2 separate regions of the Nothobranchius furzeri genome follow, and region 2 is linked to region 1. Evidence: chromatin contacts called from public Micro-C data. All regions are on one chromosome and are shown on one strand. Each heading gives the region's core, a stretch centred on a gene start, on an enhancer-like site or on the middle of the called end of the contact. The rest is flanking DNA. Distances are from core to core; before and after follow the strand shown. Region 1 overlaps tbx3a (T-box transcription factor 3a). Region 2 has its middle 160 kb from the start of LOC139070420.

Region 1 (3,018 bases), core at 145-2,644:
AGAGAAAACATGGAAAGAAAACGAGAGGTAGCATTGATCATCGTGTAAATATGAATATATAAAAGTATTTATGTAATTATTTCATATTGTTATTGCGTGTAAATACGACGGAGTAGTTTGTTTTTAGGGATTTGTTCTTAATTTATTCTCGATATACTTGTGTAAAGATCTGTGGACTATTACCCTCTTTTTTTTGTTTGTTTGTTTGTTTGTTTATATTCTCATCAAATTACGGATAAATTCTCCTCAGATATCCGCAGATATTCACCCTCACGTGCCATTGTATTTTCACTCGTCCCTGTGTGAGAAGTGCTACTGTTTGAAATGGAAAAGAGACAAACGCACTGCTGCACCCATGGCTTGAAAATAAAAAGAAAACAACTCTTTTCATTCTGTTTTTATTTTTGTTTTTATTTTTATTTTTTGAGAAGTGTTGAAGTGTGAAAAAACGTTTTACCTGTTTTAAAATATGTTGCGAACTTAATTGTTAAAGTGCCGCATAATCGAAAATATGAAGGTTCCTTTATTTTTCTGCGTGTTTCTTAAGTTGTCTGTGGGTTCTGTTGTATTGGAGTTCTGTCTAGTTTACAACATCGGCATTGTGTTCTTGAAAAATTTCAATAAAACATTGAAATGCTGCTTCTCATGTATGTGAATCGTTTTTTATTTTTATTTTTTTTACATCAAATGTATTTACTGGGGATTAATTATGGGGAGCTCATGGGTTGACTCACCCAGGTTTTTACCCCCGAATTCAGTTGATTAATACTGAAGAGAAAGATTACAGAAAATGTACCTTTTTGTTTTTTATATTATAATGCAAATCACAAAATGTTTGTCGTTTAAAGTTTGCATATATCTTATAATTCATAAAGATTTAATAGATTTGGGATTCAAATATGACTGTTTAAAATTTCTAAAACCACCCTGAATTTTCTAAAATCCCATGAGCTTCTTATCGCTTCATTTATTCACAAATCAACACGTTTTCCATCGAAAACATTATATTGTAGCAGTTTTTTTTTATAATAAAAGGATAAGCTGAGGCTTTCTTCTCTCAACGGGAACACAAATCAGCCGAAAATCCGGGTTCCAGAACAGAAAAACACAGATTAGAAAAAAAAATAAAGCCTGTCGTGCATCTGAGAGCGCTGATTTCAGAAGTGAGAAGGCTTTCTCTGGTCCTTCTCTCTTGTTGCACCTCAGTCCTGAGTTTATCAGCAGCGTATCTTTATTTGTGTAATGTCTGGTTAATGTGTAGCGGGCCTGGCGCTGTGAAAAGGTGCAAACACGATAGGAACCGTATCAATAGGCCTTCTTATTGCTCACCTGGCGCCTTCCATGAGCATATCTCTCCGTTTTATTCCACGGAAGGCGACAATGCGTCTGTAATCGTACCTGGATGCGACGCCCCCCAGCGGCGGCAGCGCCCAGAGCTAAAGACAAGGGGCGGGGGGGTCACGGGTTTACATGATAAAGATGTTTGACTTGGTCTGTCTGGAAATTAATAAGATATGGTGGATAATATAGGTTCCGATGGCAAATATAGTCAGCAAACATGATTATTTACGTTCATCCTCATGATTCTGCTCGCTTTTACATCAGAGGTTCCAAAGTTGGGGGTTGAACATCACCTTGGGTCGTGCTACAATAACAGTTGGGTCTTTCCGTAACTCAAAATATTTAAAAAAAAAAGTCTACTATTGCAAATGCATCACTTGAAAACGAGTGAAATTATGTTAAATGAGACCGTGTGCTTGTCGTTCTACATCATTATTTTGCCCAGCAGTGATATTTGTATTCTTCACCCCTATAATTAATGTTTATTAGCCTTTTATCTGGTGTTACTGTACAGAACCAAGCATGGACCATAATAAACTAGATGAATCAAAGACAAATCATGAAGATGAAACACGACAAATGAAATGCTTTGAAGTGTGGACTAAAAACCACCCGTGTCTCAGAATGTTAGTGAATTATAAAACTGTACTTTTGCATATTAACGCAGCTCCTAACTTAAGCCTAGCTCTCAAAAAAAGAAAACATGTAATTCTAAAATTATAGCAGTTCATTTTGTAAACAGCTTGCTCATTGTTTTAATGTTAAACATTTGGTGGCTTTTAAACATGTTTCTTTATATTTTAAGGGCCACTTGCGCCACCTAGTGGCTCATATTCTAAACGTATGATAAATAAACACCCTGCATCCTGCCACTCACCTCAAATAAGTCTGTTGAATCAATAACTGCAGGAGCATTATGTGACGTCATTCAAGCTGCAGATTTATGCAACATTAAGGGTTGTTTGGATGCTTCACACTGTTTTATGGTGTGTCCATCTGGGATCCGTTTACAGGCACAAACTGTGCTGGGTTTTTATTTCTAAGCATGCAACAACAATAAAAATGGGTGGAACAAAAAATACATTTGTTCATTTTGTTTGCAAAAATTGCAGTATGCAACTAAAGGGTTGCTAGATGCTACAGAGTAAACCACTGGGTAGTTATTAATAAGCTTTAAATTCAGGAATATTTTGAGGATAAAAATGTGTTAATAATAATAAAATTATGGCTGTTTATTTTTCTACATGCATTAAGACAATCTTTAATTATAATTTCTGTTCATTAACATGTTTACAGTTAGTTTTTTAATAGCATAAACATAAATTATTAAGGACTGCAATGAGTTCTTGCATTGGTTTGTGACTGAATGTAAATCCAATATTGCTTTGTTCATGTTGATGAAGATTTGAAGAAAAAACTTTCTTTAGAGACTTTCTGTCATTAGAGTTGTAACATTTTAATGAAAATGTAGAAGTCACACAGGTTTGATTGTTTATCATATATATTTTACATGATTTAATGAACATAAATGGATCATTAAACTAAACGAAACCAGGGCCGGCCCCAAACACGTTTACCTTTGGCGACCCCTCATTCCAAGAAGTCAACATCACTCATAATCTACATCATGTGTGTAACCTAGCCACCATCTGTAGCATTGTTTGTAATTTTGCTTAC
Region 2 (3,018 bases), core at 330-2,829, 270 kb before region 1:
CGGTGGACATTACGTCAGCACAGAACGCTGTTTGGATAATTTCATTAAACGACCATAATCAAACTTTTAAACCAAAACAAAAATGTTCCATTGCTCTAAGATACATCTGCATGATCAAAATGTATACCCTTATCAACGAGCGCGTTGGAGGGCCTGCTTCCGGTCACAAGCAGGAGCAAATCTCTGCAGGAGCCTTTAGACTTTATTATGGGTTCTGCTTTAGATGAGCCGTGCAGAAAAATGAAACCAATACGTGCCTGCTGCCTTGTTGCGTCTGGAGTGAGCCGGACTCAGGCCTGCCGCCTCTGAGAAAGGAGAACACGCTGCACTCTGCATGATCTCTACCTGCAGCACGGCTCTGACACACACACACACACACACACACACACACACACACACACACACACACACACACACACACACACACACACACACACACACACACACACACACACACACACACACACACACACTGAAGCTTTGCAACTCCAATCAGCGCAAAAAAAAGTGCTGCTGCGCCCTGACGCATGAAGACTGTCTGGTTTCTGCTTCCAGCGGGCAGCTGATATCCCGAGTTCCTGCTGCTGCTCTCAGATGGTGATCAGCGGGAGTCAGACAGGCTCTGTGTGTCATGCAAAGATATCAACAAATACCATTATACTACAGAGAGAAAATACCTTCATGAAATGAAAAATACCTCCTGAAAGTTTTTAAAACTCTGCCCAACAATTAAGGCAGATAGTCTAAAATTTGCATAAAATGACTCTGCTAAAATGACTCTGCTAAAACTAACCAAAACTTCCCATTATATATACACACACACACACACACACACACACACACACACACACACACACACACACACACACACACACATATGTATATGTATATATATATATATATATATATATATATTTATATATATATACACACACACACATATATATATATATATATATATATATATATATATATATATATATATATACACACACACACACACACATATATATATATATATATATATACATACACACACACACACACACACACACATATATATATATATATATATATATATATATATATATATATATATATATATATATATATATATATGTTATATCACTATCAAATTTTCATGGAGCCTTTAAGTCCAAACAAAAATAACCCTAATAAATGGATCAAAGGTTTTAGGGTGAGCCTGATGTTTAACTAAATCGTCTTGCATGAGAGTAATATAATTGGTGTAGCGAACTCTCCTGTCTAAACATGCTCTGCCTTTGATGGATGAATCATACCCTCAACTGTTTCATGGCCCGTTCATGAGGGATCTCACGTTTCATTAGGCCCTTTGCAGATAAATATATACGTCACGGCCAAACAGTCGGTGGTGCGCCAAGAGACGGCTGAGAAGAAGAGCGTGGCTATGTGCAAATGTAACCCCAGTTGGGGTGTTTTTTCTCACAGAAGAGTGTGTCAGTTTGCCCTCAATTTTGTTTAGGATTTAGTTTTTTTGTTTTATTGGTTTGCTTGCCTCCAGGGAGGAAATACCTGCTCTGGATGAGCAACGGGTGTCTCCCTCAAATAGAGAAATGAGCAGCATGTGTTGGCAAGCTCAGGCTCAAAGATGTGAGAAGCACACCATAAAAAACATGCGAAATCTTGTGCAAACAAAGGAACACTCAACAATGCGAAAATAATAAAAAACATACAATCAGAGCCATGAATCAGGCATCCTGAGGTCCACAAAGAACTTAATTTTCCTTCTCAGTCTTGTTTTCAATCTGCTCTTGGGGGTGAGGGTTACAACTTGGGATGAGACACTAACCTTCCACTCTCCCTCCTCAAAGAGCAGCCTTGTTTGAAACTGTCCGTCAGTGCAGGAAAAAAGTGCTCCTTGTTCAATCTGTTCAGCTCATGTCATCACCAGGCGCACCCCCCACCTTCCTTTTCTTGCACAGATTGCACAGCCCCTCGACTCCTAAAAAAAAGCATCTTCAAATCTGATTACTCTTATGTTTCACCGGGTTGAGAGATCTGGCCGATGGCGTTTTGGAATTTGAATTCTGTTTCATTTTCTCATGACTCTCAGGGCTGCAGCTGGCTCCGGTTGCACAAATAGGAAGTGTTTAATTCACTGGTTCTGTTCTCTCATCTTTAAAATTTAGGAAAAGTTCTTCTCTCACAAGTCTTTAAGGCTTTGTTTGCCAGTTTAAAGGAAAAATGGATGTTTTCTGTGATCTAATTGAGGTAAATGAGGTAATATGAGTAAATGAGTTCACCGCACATCTACGGCGACAGCAAACAGACATCTGGGAACACAAAGATGAACCACAGCAAAGAGAAAAAAAACAAAACTGAAATAAGAATTCATTCTAGCAACAAAAGGTTTGAACAAGTGAAAAAAGACAGTTGCCCTCACTTGACAGCAGCAGTTATTTAGACAGTTTTACCTTTGACTCTGTAATTCAACAAACAGTAACCTCAGGTTTTAGCTCATTACTGTAACCACGGTGACAAACGTCTCCCATCCTGGCCCGGACCACAGGCTTATCTCCCGTAGTTTTCCCATTTACTTTAAAAATATACATGAAGTATTACTTTAATTCTCAGATTCTCATCATACATGCAACATTTGATTTTTAGGATTAAACCACTTCATACAGCAGTTACAAACTTGGATGTTGTGCCCTGAAGGGTATCAGATCACAGAAGAACACATCCTAGCATTAACAAACTCCAAATTTAACTGCAATGTCATCCTGTGAGACAAATGCTGGACCTATTTGGAAAAAAAATGCAGATGTTCTGGGAAGTAACTTGGAAGAATTAGAGACTATTTTAAGATCTGGAAGCTTGAAATAAGGCATTAAAAATTGTTTAATCCTCCTTGTCCTTTAAAGTGACTGTGGCAATAGGGAGCAGTACATACCTAAAGCATTGTGAGCAAGCGGTATTTTTGTGTTTGAGTAAGACCCTAACAACGGATGGCCATTAGGGTCAAAATACCTAGGA

Evidence for each region. Hi-C and Micro-C count contacts between places; a contact is called where the count stands out from the background.
Region 2: a Micro-C map of tail fin shows a contact between it and region 1, with 6 times the contacts expected there. The contact joins two enhancer-like sites. A contact is called at or near these places in 2 of 2 Hi-C or Micro-C datasets (skeletal muscle and tail fin).

What each region holds. Positions count from the first base shown.
Region 1 is chr6:53,855,812-53,858,829 of NfurGRZ-RIMD1, reverse strand. tbx3a (T-box transcription factor 3a) reads left to right here. Exons shown (of 7, transcript XM_054744356.2): 7 at 1-646. Among protein-coding and RNA genes, the nearest start is that of tbx3a, 8.6 kb to the left of the region's middle. Within about 2 kb of position 1,394, at least 1 of the 3 cell types and tissues checked has an H3K27ac peak or open chromatin away from gene starts, as enhancers often do. A contact at or near this core is called in tail fin, where this site is marked.
Region 2 is chr6:54,129,777-54,132,794 of NfurGRZ-RIMD1, reverse strand. No RefSeq gene overlaps it. Among protein-coding and RNA genes, the nearest start is that of LOC139070420, 160 kb to the right of the region's middle. Within about 2 kb of position 1,579, at least 1 of the 3 cell types and tissues checked has an H3K27ac peak or open chromatin away from gene starts, as enhancers often do. A contact at or near this core is called in tail fin, where this site is marked.